2 separate regions of the Mus musculus genome follow, and region 2 is linked to region 1. The links are chromatin contacts, called in public promoter capture Hi-C maps. All regions are on one chromosome and are shown on one strand. Each heading gives the region's core, a stretch centred on a gene start, on an enhancer-like site or on the middle of the called end of the contact. The rest is flanking DNA. Distances are from core to core; before and after follow the strand shown. Region 1 holds the start of Gchfr (GTP cyclohydrolase I feedback regulator). Region 2 holds the start of Chac1 (ChaC, cation transport regulator 1).

Evidence for each region. Promoter capture Hi-C pulls out the DNA fragments that hold promoters and counts their contacts.
Region 2: a contact with region 1 is called in a promoter capture Hi-C map of embryonic stem cells, with 2.8 times the contacts expected there. The contact joins the promoter of Chac1 here to the promoter of Gchfr in region 1. A contact is called at or near these places in 1 of 39 promoter capture datasets (embryonic stem cells) and 1 of 9 other capture datasets (pancreatic islet).

The regions. Positions count from the first base shown.
Region 1 is chr2:119,166,066-119,170,478 of GRCm38.p6, forward strand. Gchfr (GTP cyclohydrolase I feedback regulator) reads left to right here and starts at 1,723. Exons shown (of 3, transcript NM_177157.4): 1 at 1,723-1,808; 2 at 3,611-3,705. The coding sequence starts at 1,773.
Region 2 is chr2:119,348,183-119,352,876 of GRCm38.p6, forward strand. It overlaps Chac1 (ChaC, cation transport regulator 1), which reads left to right and starts at 3,060. Exons shown (of 3, transcript NM_026929.4): 1 at 3,060-3,454; 2 at 4,175-4,210. The coding sequence starts at 3,221.

The DNA of each region.
Region 1 (4,413 bases), core at 473-2,972:
TGCTGCCAAACCTGAGAACCTGAGTTTGAGCCCTGGAACCCACACAGTGGGAGGAGAGAGCCAGCTCCTGAAAACTGTCTATAACTTTCAGAAGTTAGCCTTGACAAGGTCTGTGAACACACAGAGACAAGACACATGATAAAACATTGCATTTCTAGGATTCCTAAAGGTTTGGGCAACTGGTTATATGCCTATTGATCATCTCTGCTCCCATGGAGTGCCTAGCCAAGTTAGCTGCCAATCTTGTTTCCCCTATTGGTTCTTTTTGTTATGGGGTGGGGTGAGGGTTTGTTGTTTTGTTCCTTTGTTTCCTTATTAGGTTTTGGTTTGTGATTGTTCTGAGACAGATTCAGTTCTCTCTCTCTGTCTCTCTGTCTCTCTCTGTCTCTCTCTGTCTCTGTCTCTCTGTCTCTCTGTCTCTGTCTCTCTCTCTGTCTCTCTCTCTGTCTCTCTCTCTCTCTGCCTCTCTCTCTCTCTCTCTCTCTCTCTCTCTCTCTCTCTCTCTCTCTCTCTTCCTTCCTGTTGCTGAGATAAAATACTCAAAACAAACAACAACCACCACCACAACAAGCCCAGCATCTTAGGGGAAAAAGAGCTTATTTTATCCCAGCTCTCAGTTCCGGCTTACAACGGAGCTTAGGATCAAACTCAGCGAACCATGGAATCAGCGGAGCATCATCCCAGCCCCTGTAGGGGTTCTTGATAGGTTCCCTGATGAGACTTTTATTTTCACCGTCCCAGGACTGAGGGTTAAATTTAGAACCTCAGTTTTTGCCCTCTACCTCTGCATTACAGCACGTCCCTTTCTGCCTCTTTAACGAGCTCTTTGTTAAACATAGATGCGTCTTATCCCTCTCGCTAATTGTTGGGGTGCGAGAGCTGGTGCCGGACAGGAAGAGGATCATATAAATACATCAGACCAGTTAGGTAAGAAGGTCAGGTTTCCAGGCCAGGGGCGGGGCGTGTTCCAGGGCAACTGGTTATATGCTTTTCCAGGGCAACTATTTTGTTCGTCTTTGCTTTTTAGGGAACCAATCAGAATGAGTCGGTTGAAGAATGTTGACCTGTCTACTTCTAGATGAGGGCGTGGACCAGCTAGTTGTGAACTCGCCGCCCTCTCTTGGGCATCAGGCTTAGGGATCGACGTTTCTATGCCTCAGGTGTTACCCTGTGATCTGCGCGTGCTCCCAAGGCTCCCTGCAGGAGGAACAGGTTCCGCGCCTTTACAGCCAGAGGACTGGCACCCAGCCAAGAGTGTAGATGATGCACAGACTTAATTTGCAGGGCCATAGATAGGCATGCAAAGACCCGCAGCCACACTTGAAAATGACAGACCCCAGGACAGACCCCAGGACGCAGGACTGCCCAGGACCTGACACTCGCGTCTCGCCTCGCCTCGTGCACTTAAGTTCACAAGGCACGCGTCCTGGTGAGGACACGCAGTCCCCGCTTCCCTTTAGTCCTCAGCGCAGTTTTCGCTCTGCTACGTTTTAGGGACAGGCGGAAACCGACTGGCATCCGCCGGACTTTGGAGCCTGAGCATGGAGGTATTGCAGGAAGAGGGCAAAGGGGCGACAGGCACCCTGTACGCCATGGCCACAACTCCTAGTGAAGTCCGCGGGGACACGCCCGCTTCCAGGTCTCTGGGGCGGCGGGACCGCGGCGCGCGCTCCTGATTGGCTCGTGCAGTGTCCGCACGGCCGCCAAGCGCCGCCCGCGGACAGAGCAGGGAGTAACGGGACTGTGGTCGCGGGCAGCCCCAGCCACGCACCATGCCCTATCTGCTCATCAGCACTCAGATCCGTATGGTGAGTACCTGGAGTGGGTGACAGCGACAGCCACTCTAAGGGACTTTCCTGATGGTCCCGCAACCGGCCTACCACGCCCCCGCGGCGCGGACACCAGGCAGGGTCAGGCGACTGGATGGGCAGGGAGTTCCGCGGGGACACCCACGACCCGCTTCACAAGCGCTGCAGCCAGGGCCCGCACGCCAAAGGCCAAGCTAAGCTGCGCACACAGCGGCTCACCTGTAGCCCCCTCCAGGCAGGGCTCGTTCTGATGCAGAGAGAATTCGGGTTAGAGGTGGAGAGGGCTGCGGGCAGCCTGGAGAGCACCACGCGGGGGTCTGAGGTCACGCTTCTCTAGGTGAAGTTTCGGGGGGGGACATGGGAGGGAGGTGGTACTGGCTGCTTTATAAGTCTCCTCAAATCCCCTTTCAAAGGATACCTGGTGCCCCCCCACCCCCACAGCTAAATAGCTGGGCGCGCTACCCCATCCTATTCCAATGCCCAGCGGTAGGTACAAATCTAGCTCCCAGGGGATAGCCAGGAGTAGTGGGCTCAGCATGAAACAGGAGAGGTCTTGACAATACCCAAAGGGCCATGAAAACCTGTACAGTTGTTGAAATCTGGATTGCTGGGCACATTCACCTCTCTTCCTCCTCAAATAATTTTTTAAAATTCTTTCCAAGTTTTCTTTCTTTGTTTTTTAGAGTTTTATTTATTTATTTTATGTATATGAGTATACTGTAGCTGTACAGATGGTTATGAGACTTCATGTGGTTGTTGGGAATTGACCGGTCAACCCCAGTCACTCAGGCCCAAAGATTTATTTATTATAAATCAGTACACTGTAGCTGTATTCAGATGCACCAGAAGAGGGTGTCAGATTTCATTGTGGGTGGTTGTGAGCTACCATGTGAGATTTGAACTCAGGACCTTTGGAAGAGCAGTCAGTGCTCTTACATGCTGAGCCATCTCACTAGCCTTCTTTCCAAGTTTTGTGTATGTGTGTGACAGGGTCTCATGTAACACAGGCTGGCCTCAGTTTGTTATGTATTGGAGGCTAGCCTTGCTTCCCAATTACTGGGATTACAGGCATGTCCCACCAGGCATGTCCTACCTGGCTTGGTTCTCTTAAATTATGGAGGTTTTGTTGTCTGTCTGTCTGTCTGTCTGTCTTTCTGTCTGTTTTTTTCCTTTGGGGGGGGCGGGGAGCGGAAATTCAAGACAGGATTTCCCTGTGTAGGCCCATCTGTCCTGGAACTATGTAGACCAAGTTGGCCTTGAACTCAAGAGATCCACCTGCCTCTGTCTCCCGAATGCTGACATCAAAGGTGTGCTCCATCACCGCCCAGCTATGGCTTGCTACATTGTATTGTGTGCTCATCAACTGACAAGCTTTGTGTCCTTTCTGTCTTTAGGCTATTATGAGTAGTTCTGCTAGGAACATATGTTTTTCTTGTTGGTTTGTTTCTTATTTTGGTGTCGGTTGTAACTTGGGAGGTTTACCTGCCTGTGTACAAAATTGTATGTGGACATATGTTCTCATTTCCTTCATTCTCCAAGTGATGCCAATACACAGGAAACCTGGCTGGTGGCACCTGGCTTGAAAGCACTGATAGGCAGTGTTCAGAGGCAACAGGCAGCCTTTTGGGAAGTTAGGGAGGACCCACTGTGCTCCCCTCTCAGTTATGTCCCACCTTAACTGACCTTCATTACCACCTCCCCTTCACCTAGAGCTTCCCCGGGGCCGGGGGAGGGGAAGAGAAGTGGAACTGTGCACATCTGCCTGCCACCCAGCTAAGCAGCTACCGTGGCTTTCCTTGCAGGAGGTGGGCCCCACCATGGTGGGTGATGAACACTCGGATCCGGAGCTGATGCAGCACCTGGGGGCCTCCAAGAGAAGTGTCTTGGGAAACAACTTGTAAGTAGTGGCATCCTTGCGCACCTTCTTTTCTCCCTGGCAGGGTCTTCTGCTTTTCCCTTCACACAGCCATCAAGCCCAGAGGGCAACAGCCCCTGGAGGGCTTGCTCGTCCTCAGGCCCCCACAGGGCCCAGATCACCAAAGAGAGTTTCCCAGCCTTTCTTCACAAGCAGTTTATCCTTAGTGGACGTCTGGGGCACCCCCTCCCAGGGGCTCTGGAAACCAACTGTTCTTGCCTTGTCCTCCCCGCTCAAAATTGGGTCCCATCAACAAAGACAAGCTTCACCTTGAAGGCCTGAGTGACAGAGCCCAGCCCCAGAAACAGAGCAGGACACCTGGGTCCTCTTTTGAGCTCCTGGCTGCCAAGGCACTTGGCCCCTTCCCTCAGGCTCCTTCCCATCATCTCTGTGGCCAAATACTACTGCTTCCCTTTCTGCTTCCTCACCCTGTCTTAGTGTTCTACTGCTGTGAAGAGGCACCATGACCAAGCAGAGTTAGAGGGTTAGTCCATGACAGACATGGTGGGGAGAATGGCAGCAGGCAGGCAGACAGGCGCTGGGGCAGGAGCTGAGAGCTTTATATCCTGATCTGCAGGCAGCAGCAGAGAGAGAAGTGGGGGGGGAGAAAGAGAGAGAGAGAGAGAGAGAGAGAGAGAGAGAGAGAGAGAAGCTGGGCTTGGCATGTAGTACTTTTGAAACCTCAAAGCC
Region 2 (4,694 bases), core at 1,810-4,309, 180 kb after region 1:
ATCTCACTATATAGCCCAGGCTGACCCTAAACCCACGATCCTCCTGCCTCAGCTTTCCCCTGTGCTGGGATTACAGATGTGGGCAATCACCCTTGGCAGAAGATCTAAGCTTCTTTTAAAAATATCTTATCTTTTCTTTTTAAAATCCCTACCAGAATATAAAACGACAAAGTCCAAATTTCCTGCCATTCTGTCCTCAGGCCATGTAAAGACTTGGAGGTGCTCACTCTGAGCATTTTAATGAGCTTTTCCAGATTCTTCCATGCACATAAGCGCACATACATACTCTGCTTCTTTTCTGAGAGCTGAGAATGAGGCCCAGGCTTCACGCATGCTAGGCAAATACTCAACCACTCAGTTCCATCTCAGACTTTTTTTTTTAAGTTGAAAAATTATATTAGGTTATTTTACAACCTGCTTTTCATGTAATTATACACCATAGCTAGTGTTTCAATGCCAGTAAGCACAGCTATATAGAACTGTGTCTAATAGCTTCACAGATTTAGTTAAGTGTAGTGACTTTGTTATCATATATGCCTGGAAACTTGTTTTCTCTGTGCTTCTTTGTGCAACTCTGTATCATGTGGACTGACACCTTACTCAGTGTTTAGGTATTTAAGTATTTCCTCCTTTGCTTTTGCTGCCATAAATAACAAACATTAAAATTTCAGGCGCATGGCTTCTGTTCATATTTTGAAGAATTCCCTGGAGTGGAAAGAGGGGGTCACAGGATTGTTTTCCCTACTGATTCATATCTTCAAAGGAGCATCAGTTTTCCATCTCCCACCTGAGGCATGAGGGAAGATTCTCAGGGGGTATTCTTTGTAAGACCCGGCCGAAAGGCAGTACTAAGAGGGACTCGCAGAGTGGAAAGGAAAGAAAGGGGAGAATAAACATGCACAGTGGTGGCAAGCAGGAAAATTACCAGATACCACCATTTTTCTCAACAATTTTCCATTCAGAAAAGTAGAATGTGCCGGGCGTGGTGTCACACGCCTTTAATCCCAGCACTTGGCAGGCAGAGGCAGGCAGATTTCTGAGTTCGAGGCCAGCCTGGTCTACACAGTGAGTTCCAGGACAGCCAGGGCTACACAGAAAAACCCTGTCTCGAAAAACAAAACAAAACAAAACAAAACAAAACAAAACAAAACAAAACAAAACAAAACAAAACAAAAAAGTAGTGCATGAGCCTCACAGGGAGCCCAGGCCTGGGGTAGGCACACACATCAGGCATAAGGCACACCGGTGTGCGGACTCGAGTTCTAGTCCCGCCAACGAAACAAACACAAGTTCCTCCAACTTTTAAGAGTATTTCTTTCCACTCCGTTCATCCATACATTTATTCATTTAGAGACATGGTTTTGCTTTGTAGCCCATGCTGGCCCGATTCTCTAGGTCTCTATCCTCGGCCTCCTGAATGCTAGGCTTGAGAGTTTCTCTGTGAATCTCAGGCATGTATGTATAGTAATTCCAGGTCAGTCCAGCTAGAGGATAGTGGAAGAGAGAGAGAGAGAGAGAGAGAGAGAGAGAGAGAGAGAGAGAGGCAATTGTGTAGACACTTTTGGGATGGATCTCTTTTGGGATGGATCTACCCTGTGCATACAATTTTGAGTTAAATAAGGAGACTCACTGAGTTTCCACTTCCAGGGAGCTCACTCTTGTTTGTTCACCCTAGTGAAAGGCCTTCTGCTCTTTGTTTCCCTTTCCCAATGAGAGATGCCCAGAGAGGCTGCCTCTTGCTGCTGCCTAGGAAGCAAAACTCGACCTCTCCTCCATCCTGCAGTTTGGGGTGGCACTGGCTCCACCAGAGAGGGTGAGCTCTTGGGGAGACAGATCCTGAGACCTGCCAATGGTGACTGTTTTTTTTTTTTTTTCCCCTCTATTTTTTGAGACAGGGTTTCTCTGTGCAGCCCTGGCTGTCCTGGAACTCACTCTATAGACCAGGCTGGCCTGGAATTCAGAAATCCACCTACCTGCCTCTGCCTCCCAAGTGCTGGGATTAAAGGAGTGTGACACCACTACCTAGCCCAATGGTGACTCTTGCAGGGTTCAGGCAGAGAGGAACTTCCAAGGAGATGGCTGGTGCCTGGTTGCCCACGTCAGTGCCAGGGCCCATACCCACTGCCTGGCAAGAAGCTATGGGAAAAGGCTGCAGGTGCCCTTAGTCCTCTGTGCTGTCCTTAACCAACGTTTCTCCAAACTTTGGTACCTATGTAAATTGCCCACTGCTGCAAGATCTCAAGCTAGAGAGAATGAAACCCGTACCCATGGGGTGAAAGTGGCCTGGCATTCTTCTCTTTGTAGCTTTGTACCACAGGTACTAACAGTCATCCTCAATGTGACTACTCTGCCCAAGGCTGTCTAGTTTTGACTTTTCTTCTAACCCGCCTGAACTCAGGGGTCTCACATTTGGCCCGGGTGTAGCCGTCACGTGAGGCCTGCATGCTTGTGCCAACCAGTCTGACTCAACTACAGCCTTTGCAAAACCCCTTACCACCCCGTGACTCAGTTTCTCCAGCTGTTCACGTGGGCAACAGTATGAGGCACCAGAGTGGAATGCGGAGGGTGTCCAAAACAGCTTCTCTGCAGTGCGTGCTTTTAGGCGGGGCCCCAAAGGCAAGAATTCGTGCCGCCCAAAGTATTCCTACTGGTCGTGCCCTGCACTGGCCACTGCTTTGGGCGGCAATGATTCTGCCAGGTGCACCGGCTGGACTGCAGGGATGACACCGTTTAGACCACTGAGAGGGCCTTCCCGGGAGACGGCGGGTGCCCGCGCCCATTCTAAGGCCCGTTCCCGGTGCCAGCAGCCTGACGCAATCTGACTCGCCCTTGCTGCATGCCAGTTCTGGGGAAACCTTCCCTGCCGTTGCATCACTCCTGCCAGGTCTGCCACGGGAGGAGGAGCCGAACCAATCAGCACGCGCGTTGGCCCTGGGGCGGGCTGCTCTGGTACCCACTCGGAGGGCGGCGCGGTTAACCGAGAAGCAAAATCTAAAGGTGATTGGCCAGAAAGAGATTTGCCCCGCCCCAATCATAGGGACAGCTGGAGGCAGTCTGAGGGCCTTCCTGGCCGGAGGGTTTAAAGAGCGCCTCTGGAGGGACCACTCAGCTGGAACGACCGATCGGTGCCAGGCCAGGTGTACGCGTCCGTCGGTCCTTCCGTGCCCGTGCCGGAGACCAGTCTCGGAGGCCACCCGGGTCCGTCCCTGCGCCCGGCACCATGAAGCAGGAGTCCGCATCCCAGAGCACTCCGCCTCCTTCACTGTCCCCTGCACCATCATCCGCGCAGCCTTCCTGGGGGGATGGCGACCCCCAAGCCCTGTGGATTTTCGGGTACGGCTCCCTAGTGTGGAAGCCGGACTTTGCCTATAGTGACAGCCGTGTGGGCTTCGTTCGTGGCTATAGCCGACGGTTCTGGCAGGGAGACACCTTCCATAGGGGCAGCGACAAGATGGTGAGCATCCTTCTGTGCCCAGAGGAGTGGAGTGGGGTTGGCAGGAGAGTGGGCACTCGTATCCTGGAGTGGCAGGGACCCTGGGCTAACTAAGAGAAAATTGTAAACCTGGTTTGTGGTTTAAATTTGTGTGCCTGGAAATCAGGTTGGTGATTGCACCTGTGGATTCTTGTGCTGGTTACTAATCTGGGCCGCTCGTTGTTTGTCTCTTCCACATCTGCCCATCACTCCATGTCACTCGATGAAAGGTCCTCTCCCAGGCTTGGGGCTTAGGCTGGCACTCTTTCCTCCTCTTCCTTCTCTTCCTCTTCTTCCTTTCCCTCTTCCTCCTCTTCCTCTTCTCTTCCTCTCCCTCTTCCTCCTTGTTCTTCTCTTCCTCTTCCTCCTCCTCCTCCTTTTCCTCCTCCTCTTCTCCCCCCTCTTTTTCCCCCTCCTCCATCTTACCTATTTCTTGCTATGTGGCCTCAAACTTGTGACAAATCTCTCTCTCTGGTGCTGAAGTGCTGGAACTACAGGTTCAAGTCACAACAGGACTAAAGGTGTGTGTGTGTGTGTGTGTGTGTGTGTGTGTGTGTGTGTGTGTGTGTGTGTTGCTGGAGATTGAATCTAAGGTCTTGTGCATGACAGGCAAGCCCCCCATGTCAATAAGGTTCATTCATAGTCCTTTCGGAAGTGCTAATATCTAATTTGTCTTTTTCAAAACCTTTCTTCCCTGTCTAGCCTGGCCGAGTGGTGACCCTCCTTGAAGACCGTGAGGTAAGTGTGCAGTCAAGAAGAGAATCCTGGGGTCTGATGTATCAGGGTGCAGAGGGTCAGAGCTCTTGTGTGGGGAGAGTGGAAGTGTAGCTAGCTTACTCCATGCTTCTTGGAGAATCACTTGAGGGAGGGTCTTATTAAGATGGATTTCTGTGAGTTCAGAGTTATTCTTGGTTACATAATGAATCCTGGGTCAGACACCCTGTACTATATGAGACGTCTCAAAATAAACAAAACTCAAGGGAAATAGGGTGAAGGGTATTGCTTCTGGGTGGCTCAGCAGCCAGTCAAACACGTTAGTTTTTTTTTAAAGCTTCATGGAGAAATGGCTCAGGAGTCAGAAGCACCTTCTGCTTCTCCAAAGGGCCTGGATTTGATACCCAGCACCCACACAGTAACTCACAATCTGTAGCTCCAGTTCCAGGGAATCAGACTCTTCTGACTGACCACCAAGATCACAGGTCGCCAGGCACACACGTCCATA